2 separate regions of the Mus musculus genome follow, and region 1 is linked to region 2. A link is a contact called in public HiChIP or PLAC-seq data. All regions are on one chromosome and are shown on one strand. The core of a region is the stretch at or near the end of the contact, and the rest is flanking DNA. Distances in the headings are between cores, read along the strand shown. Region 1 overlaps 9030404E10Rik (RIKEN cDNA 9030404E10 gene). Region 2 has its middle 80 kb from the start of Opa1.

Region 1 (4,028 bases), core at 861-3,360, 380 kb after region 2:
AGCAGGTCTGGAGAACTAGCCCTTAATGCAAGCCATAAATCCACATGGAAAGTTTGTTGCCAAGACCAAGCCCTTAACACACTTCGTCCCCACTGTGACCTCCCAAGGGATGGCCCACAGGGCATGAGACCTGCAAAATCAGTTCCTGCCCAGGAATGAAATGTCAGAACTGAGAACCAAGGCTAAGAATCACCTCTTTCTCTTTCTCTTTCTCTTTCTCTTTCTCTTTCTCTTTCTCTTTCTCTTTCTCTTTCTCTTTCTCTTTCTCTTTCTCTTTCTCTTTCTCTTTCTCTTTCTCTTTCTCTTTCTCTTTCTCTTTCTCTTTCTCTTTCTCTCTTTCTCTCTCTCTCTCTCTCTTTCTCTCTCTCTCTCTCCCTCCCTCCCTCCCTCCCTCCCTCCCTCCCTCCCTCCCTCCCTCCCTCTTTTTCTGATCTTGAAATCTTGAACTCAGTATATAGTTGCACCTACCTCCTGAAGGGCTAGGGTTACATGTATGGACCAACGTGCCCAACTTATGAGTGTAAGTACCCTACCCGATGAGCCTCATCCCGAGCTTAGAGACCATGTTTTTAAGAGCTTCCTGGGTGATGATCCACTGGGCTTAGCAACTGCTGGCCTACATGCCTTCTGAGGTGTGCTGATATTCTCCAACAGTATGGAAGAGAAGCAAGATAAAGGGTTGAGAAAGAATTGCATAGTGTTGTGTGTGGGTCCCAGAAAGGCACACACAACAGTGTTCCTAGTTGAGGAACATTAGTCAGGCTCTTTGTTGGTGAGAGGTCCAAAAAACCTCAGCAAATTGAGAAAAGTTTCAATTCCCAGGGATGCAGTCTGGGGTCCTCAGAGGGAGCCAATGCCGATGGTCCCTTTAGTCACTGATGGCCCCTGACTTAGGGAAGATGATCTAGAGCTGAGTCAGCTTCTGGGACTCAGAGCTGGAGTAGACATCAAAGCCAGAACTGAGCCGGCCTCTGAAACTCTTCAAGGTCTCAGCAGTTGTAATAGAACTAACGTAGCAGCCAATCAGAATTTCATTCATGTCACTGCCTTGCTCCCTACCAATCATAATAGAACTTAGCTAACCCTTCTGGAAAATTCCCCTAGCCCTGTCTATAAAGGGGACCTCAGAGTCCCTCTGAGGGTCACCCCTTTTGATGAATGGTTGACCCTTGCATGCTGGTAATTTCTGCAGAACAAATGCTCTTTGCTTTTACATACTATTTGAGGGGAGGGGGGAGTCTTCCTTCAGCGATTCTTGGACCCTAACACTGGCAGCTGATGAACTTGGAAGGGACACATGTGTGGCTAGCTGTTGAGTGTATACAAGGGTGGCCCGAGCTCCTCTTACTCCCCAGGTATCCAAACCATCTTGGAAGCACTGTTCTATCCCTGACCCTCAAATTCTCCCCAACTCTGAGTCGGGGAGGAAGCCAGAGAGGAGGCCAAAAACCCTGGCTTCTGTTCCAGTTGCCCTCCCAAACATGGCTCCTGGAGGAAAGGGGAGGGCAAGAAGCTTGCTGGAACCCAGCTGTGGGTGAGGCCAGGTGCACAGGGCCAGCCCCAGGCAGCAGCCTTCAGGCTGCAGCAAGCTGGCAAATGTTCTGTTCCTGACTCATCAGCATGAGCCTGAGCGGCAGCCTGGCACTCCCCCATGACCCACAGGCTGCACACCTTGTGGGAGGCTTATTTTCTTTTCCTCCGGTTACACACACTCCTCCATGGGGTCACAGCCTCCCTGTGGAGGTTTCTCCTTGAGTTTCTAGCCAAACACTCGGACCTTTCCCTATAAGACCCCAGGGACCAAAACTTTTCCTCCTCTCCCTGCTTCAACCATTTTCCCCCACACCTATCTTCCTACCCCAACTCCATCTCCATACACACAGACTCAGCACCAGCCTAAACAGACAGGAGGGCTGAGGAAAAGAGGGAGGCAGGGAGGAAAAGAGAGGGGCGAACAGGAAGAGATATGAAGGGAGGGAGGGAGGCAGAGAGGGAAGGAGGGGTCCTGCACTAACTCTGTAACCAACCCCAGTTCCTACTTGGCCCTTGTATCTGATTTCTCCCTAGGGCACATTCCAGGAAAGCTCCCTGGTCAAGCCCAGTCCAGAGAGCTTCCTTGTAAGGCCCCATCCCTCCAGGCGTCTCCTGCCAGAGGGCAGTAAGCCAAGAGTATGGATGGACGGACTAACCGAACTTTAGAGTTGGTTCTCACACTGATGTGGTGGGGGTTGGGGGGGGGTAAGAATGGAAAGAATAAACATCTCTCGGGATCCAAATCTGGCCTCTTCAAGATCTAGAGATGAGAGTCGCCTCCTCCAGCAGGGCTTTCTCTCAAAGGCTGTGGCACCCAGCCACTGACACCCTGAAGCATGTTTGCCATCCATCCTCTGCCGTCTCCTGTCATGAATACAGCCACTTGTAAGACAAAGGATCATGGGTGACAGACTTTGCAGTCAGACTTTCCAGATGAAATCCCACAGGTGAATGGGCAAGACCAACTCAGCCTCCATTTCCTCTAAAGCTCAGGGTAAAAAAAAAAAAAAAAAAAAAGGTATCAGAGGTTGGATGTAAAGACTGCTGCTTTCAGCGGTATCGATCATAGGGCTCTTGGTATTTCCCTATCTCATTTCCCAGAGGAGTCTGCTACTCCTTGCCTGTTGAAGTTGGGTGTGGCAATCTGACATCCTCTGGCCAACGAAGCATGAAGCAGCAGGTATCACTTCCTAGCAGATGCAGGACCCTCCACCCTCTCTTCCCCTGTTGCAGCTGTTTCTGCGAGTTAGGTTGAGAGGGTGGGTGTAGGCCAGAAGAGCAGGTGTCAGCAGGTTCTTTACTGAAGAGCAAAACCCTGAGGAATGGGTGTGTGTTGCTTCCAGCCACAGATTTGGGGACTGTTTGTTGTTAAAGTGTTACCTAGCCCATCCTGACTAAAATAAGACATCCTACATACAGGGAGGGCTCTCAGAACAGCTGTGTAAAACCAACTGATTTATTTGTTTTTGTTTTATGTGTATGGGTGTTTTTGCCTGCATGTGTGTCTGTGCATCCTGTGTGTTTCTGGTGCCTTCAGATGCCAGAAAAGGGGGTTGGCTCTCCTGAAACTGGAATATGTAAACCCAATAAGTGTGTCATAACTGAATAGACACATGCACATATATGCATACATACACATTTCTAAGGATAGATATGTGGCCATGGGGCTACAGGGTGGAACCTTCCTGTCTTCAGTTTCTTTATTCAGCTGATGTGAGGTCTATGCTAGATTCTCCTGTTCCCAGCTCTGACGCTGACACAGCTTCATGAACAGAAGGCAGCTGGTTCTCTAGCCCTAGGCTCTTGGGAGGCTGGGTCACACCAAGATTCTTAGCTACCTAACGACTGAGGGACTGTCCTGCCTCCTTCAGTCTTCGTGATGCAGCAAGGGCAGATCACGCCTTCAGTGGTGGGAAAGCGAAGTCCAAGCATCCTGCCAGATGAGAGACTCATATCTGAATCCAGCCAGGCCTGGTTCCTAATCTCAGGCTCTGTCTATGGCATTGTGCTGCTTGCCACATTCACAGCAAAGATCCACTTGGAGCTCAAGGTCCTGGGTTACTTAAACACTGTTCACCTACGTCCCTATATACTGACAGGGGTTGATGACAGGGAAACACCTCACTCTGCGTCCAAATAGAGAGAGGGTGCACGCTGAGGGCAGTGGTGAAGAAAGAAGCCTTTGCCCTGATGTCCAAGCCAGGGATGGACAGATAACCCTTATTTGCAAGTTTGGTTAAATTTTAACTCAGCATCCAAGGGTGCTATCCAATACAAGCAAAACAAAGTCCTTGCCTTTAGCTCAGTCACTGAGAACTAAGCAAGAAGAACCTGGCTACACAGCACACACTGCTGTCCTCAACTACCAAGAAGTCCTGATACCTAAGTCTTTGCTATGACTGCATTCCACGAGGAACCAAGACCCATGGTGGCCTGGAGGAGCCACCAAGAGCTCACCCTCTGGTCACTTCTTGCAGGCCTTGTTTTCTACTCAT
Region 2 (4,498 bases), core at 235-2,734:
CTCACTGAACAACACAAGAGTAGGAGGTGCCAGAAGTGTGTTAGGAAAAAGGCCTGTCAAAGGTCAAACTAGGCTCAGCACTGCAAAGGGTAGTACTACAAACTAGCCGTGAGCAATGTGAGATCCGTCTAGAACCCCTCTGAAGCATCTCATGGTCGGCATCGGATCAAAGGCTTGTGCCTGTGACACTTGGTTGAGAATACTCAAATCCAGAGCAACGGGTCCAATATGTGTTGGGTTTTGTAGCTTTATCGCTAGCAGAACTGTTCCCATTTTATGGATGTACAGCAATTTGTGACGTTGACAAAATAAGACTTAAGGAAGCCAGTCCGATTAACAAACCACTTTCCAGAGTAGCTCCTCTACAAAGTTCTCGGAGGAAGGAAAGTGATGGCGTGTGAGGTATTGGGAGCTCGGTACACGATACACAGAAATGGCGAGATGAGCTCGTCGTTTGAACAGATGGCTCAGAGAATTCACCGAGAAGCTGGCTGTGCTTCGGGAATTGTTCTCAGCAGAGCTGTGCTGTGTGGCTGCAGTGGGCAGGACTCAGGTCAGGTTTGGAGTTCCCATCAGCCCTGGGCTGCCTGTGCTGTGTGGTTTCACTGTGTGAATTTCCATGTCTCTTCTACAGATCTTCATCTTTCTGAGTTAACATCCTAAGATACACTTATTTTTATCTCAGTTTTTAAGACTTTCTCTCTCTCTCTCTCTCTCTCTCTCTCTCTCTCTCTCTCTCTCTTACTTAAGAATCTTAGCGTTTTTGAAAGGAAAGGTGCTAACCGAAGCCTGAACAATTTCAACTAAATGTATTTCCAGAAATCTCTTATACACCCCTTAGTTCTCTTGCTTTGAGAAATGTCAGATTTCTCAAGCCTTAATATGGAAATGGCAATTTTTTCCTGCCAAGACTCATATGTCTTTCAGATATTCTCAGAGGCTCTCAGCATAAACACAAAGCCACTCCCTCTTTTATGTCCTCTTTCCAAACATCTTGACACATTTGCATTCTTGCTAATTATACTAATTACTATAGTCCTAGCTGAATCAAGATCATAGAGTGTAATTTTATTCATGTGGCGTGAGGCTTTGGGACTGGGACGTTCTCCCCATGGGCGCCCCCTTTGGTGCGGTTCACCAGCTGTGTACTCTGATTGGCTGGGCTTTTGATGCGCAGATCATACAAGTTGGTCACAAACTTGTGTACAATGCGGCTGTTCTGGTTCATGTGAAAATCAACATCCTTTTGTTGTGTAAGCGGGTGACAGGATGCTGCAATACTATTAGCATTTGCAAAGAGGGTGCTCCGAGCTAGGGCGGCAGCACGGATCCCGGCTGCTCAGTTTGTGTCGCTCCATTATGTAAAAGATACAAAGAAACTGAAGGCTGGCAAAGGCCTGTCAAATCTTGTAATGTAGTGCGACCCCCAAACTCTCCTTGGCCTCCGAGCAGCTCTTGTTCCCTGTCCCACCCCTTTCTCTGAATGGGCACTGAGGTAGGTAAATGAATTCAGTGCCTGGTGGGCGGGGGTTCCTGGCTGACCTCACTCCTGTACTGTTTGTTTGCGGGCTTGTAGGGGGAGAGGAGGACATTTTGGAATCCTTTGTGTCAAATCATTTTCTTGCAGGTTGGGGAGTTAATGGTAACTTTGTCTGAGGCCAGCCAAGCAGAAAGCCTGTGCAGATGAGGCGTGGCATGTTCAACCTCCAAAAAAAAAAAAAAAAAAGCAGGATGAGAATATGGAAATGGGCAACTTTCTAGAGCAGATGGATATGCTGCAGGTCGGCATGTTCAGCATCTGCTGCTGGGAGGCTTAAGATTTGCCTTGTGTTTCTACATAGGGGATTTCTTTACCCCTGAGTTACTATGGCTTTTGTACTGGTGCCTATGGGTGTGTGTGTGTGTGTGTCTGTGTGTCTGTGTGTCTGTGTGTGTGTCTGTGTGTGGTTGTGTATGTGTGTGTGGTTGTGTATGTGGAGTAACTGAGTGTGTGTCTCTGTATGTTTGTGAGTGACTCTGTGTGTGTCTCTCTGTGTGTGTGTCCTAGTACCTTACTAAGTGGATAGGGTGTGGTATGATGAAAGAACTCCTTTTTGTTTTTTAAAACCCTTGGGTTTTCTTTTTATGCCTTAAAGACACACTATAGCTTTAGAGCCCTGCTGGCTCATATTTTGCAGCAGTGATGCCCAAAGAAGCTGTTTGCGCAGCTAGAGCTATGATTGAACTGGCTCCTGGTTCCAGGGAATTCCGTTCTGTCCCTGCAAGACTCAGGCCCAAGGGCTCAGGCCATTGCCTCCACGAGCAGGCAACTTGTAAGGGAAGCTGGGGGTTGGAAGAGTCATGTGAAGTCCCCTTATTTTTAAATGCTCGAAGATATGTTTTGAGATCAAGACGCACGTGTGTCACAGTGTCTACACACAGCATGCTGCCCACCCATGAGTCACAGTCTGTCTGTCTGTCTGTCTGTGCACGTGGGTGCCCCTACAGCTCTGACAGCAGGACTTCTAGCCATCTTGGTTGGAGATGCAGCTTTATTAGGTCTGGAGGAAGATTATTCATTAAATAACTGCTGCGTTCCAGATATCAAACATACCGCCCTGCTAACTTTTACACCTCCTTCATGTAAGCATTATCAGCATCTTACCAGCAGGCTACTGACTGGGGTTGTACAACGTGCACAGCTAGCTAGCTGCCAAGGTCTCTGAGGGAGCCCATGTGAGTGTGGCTGCAAAAGTCTGAAAGAGCAACTATAGAAATGGCTAGGCACGCCCTCAGAGCTTCCTAGTCTGTTCTGTCCTGGGGCATTAGTGCCTTTCCATGGCACAGACTTAGATTTTAAACAAAACAGCACGTATACTCTGAGGGTCAGTGGGCAAAGTGAGTTTGGATTCCCCTTACCCCAGAAAAAGCCAGACACCGCCACTCTCTTTTCTAATCCTGGCACTTCAGGAAGGGCAGAAACAGATGGGGCCTAGGGGCGCATTGGCATCGACCTCCAGGTTTAGCAAAAGGCGGTGTCAAAATCTAAGGTGGTATGTACTGAAGAGACGGCTGAGTTGTTTGTTGCCAAGAACAGCAGAAGAGAGAGCCTGCATCCATCCACCATCAGCCTTTGGCTTCCACACGTGCTTGGGTGAGCACACACATTTTGTTTAATCGCTTGTACTTGTAAAACCATGCTGCCGGTGCTACTTCCAGCACATACATCAGTGGGTGTTAAGGGAAAACCCTGATTGGATAAGATGCACCTGTATGTATAAAAGCCTTTTGCTCTCGGTGTCAAGTGGGTCCATGTTCCAAAAGGCAAACTGGTGAGCGTCAATGGAACAGTGGGCGTTTGTCCTGCCAGTTTGTTCACTTTTTAACGAATTCTGAATGTCAACAGGATAGTACATTTTAAAACGTTACCATGAAAAAGGGCAGTCAAAAGTCTTAGTAATTGTTTTTGTATTGAATGCATTGCTTACATATCTCATCAATCAAAGCCATTGTCTGTGAAGTGTGGGTGTGTTAGGTCCTAGGTAATCCTTGACTCATGCCCATCTGCAGCTGGAATAGCAAGTTCTGCACACAGACCCCAGGCTAACAAACTCTCAATTATCGAGAATTACCTGTGGTACACCTATATAATGGATACATATTAATGAAATAGGCTCCACCTACACACATACACACACACACACACACACACACCCTCAAGGCCACAATCGTGCAAATGCAAGACACAAATACCCACTACCCCATCCCTGAAATGAGAAACAACCACCTATCGATCATATGGCATAGAACCTTCTAACCTCTAAGACGTGACCCCCAGTCTGCCATGTGGGCCTGACACTTCCTCAGAGCCCTCTCTATGCTGTCTGTCCATTTGTCTAGTATTAATAGCTCTACTAATAAATCTCTTACCCAAAAGGACAGCCCTCTTTAGTGTCCCCCTTAAGCCCAAAGGCTGCAGCTATGGAATCAGGACTCACACTAGCCTTCGTCCTTGTTCTAAAAGCACAAGCCTGCCTGAAGGTAGGCTAGGAGAGAGGCTGCTGCTGAGCAGAGAGAGGCAATGCCCTCTGCACATACAGAGTTCTGCCTTGTATGTCCAAAACAGAACAAGACCAGATCACAGGAGATGAAGCGAGGAGCACCTGTTCTGGGACGCTCAGGAGAGCCTTCCTCTTCCATACCAGAAATGAAAAAGAGCAGGAACTGATGGCTGTGACCAAACATCTGTCAAGAAGCCACTTCAGAGAGGAAGGGTTTCTTCTGCCTCTAGTTTGAGCAGATCCAGTCCGTCAAGGCAAGGAAGAGCTGGCAGCAGGAGTGGGAAGTGGCTGGTCACAGGACATCTTGGGTCAGGAAGTAGAGAAATAGAAAAGCTGGTCTGCTGTGAGATGTCGAGGCTCAGTCTTGATGACTCCCTTTCTCCGTGGGGCTCCAGCTCTGAAAGATTCAGTGACCTCCCCAAAAATGCACCAGCCACAGCAGTTCAAGAACATGAGCC

What was found. HiChIP or PLAC-seq counts read pairs in DNA pulled down with a chosen protein or histone mark.
Region 1: a FOXA1 HiChIP or PLAC-seq map of pancreatic cancer cells shows a contact between it and region 2. The contact joins two enhancer-like sites. A contact is called at or near these places in 4 of 115 datasets of contacts at active chromatin or transcription factors (embryonic basal ganglia, extraembryonic endoderm stem cells, large pre-B cells and 1 more).

Annotation. Positions count from the first base shown.
Region 1 is chr16:30,032,596-30,036,623 of GRCm38.p6, forward strand. All of the region lies in intron 2 of 9030404E10Rik (RIKEN cDNA 9030404E10 gene), which reads right to left. Among named protein-coding and RNA genes, the nearest start is that of 9030404E10Rik, 4.9 kb to the right of the region's middle. Within about 2 kb of position 2,111, at least 66 of the 459 cell types and tissues checked have an H3K27ac peak or open chromatin away from gene starts, as enhancers often do.
Region 2 is chr16:29,656,592-29,661,089 of GRCm38.p6, forward strand. It overlaps a transcript of Opa1 not described here. Among named protein-coding and RNA genes, the nearest start is that of Opa1, 80 kb to the left of the region's middle. Within about 2 kb of position 1,485, at least 68 of the 459 cell types and tissues checked have an H3K27ac peak or open chromatin away from gene starts, as enhancers often do.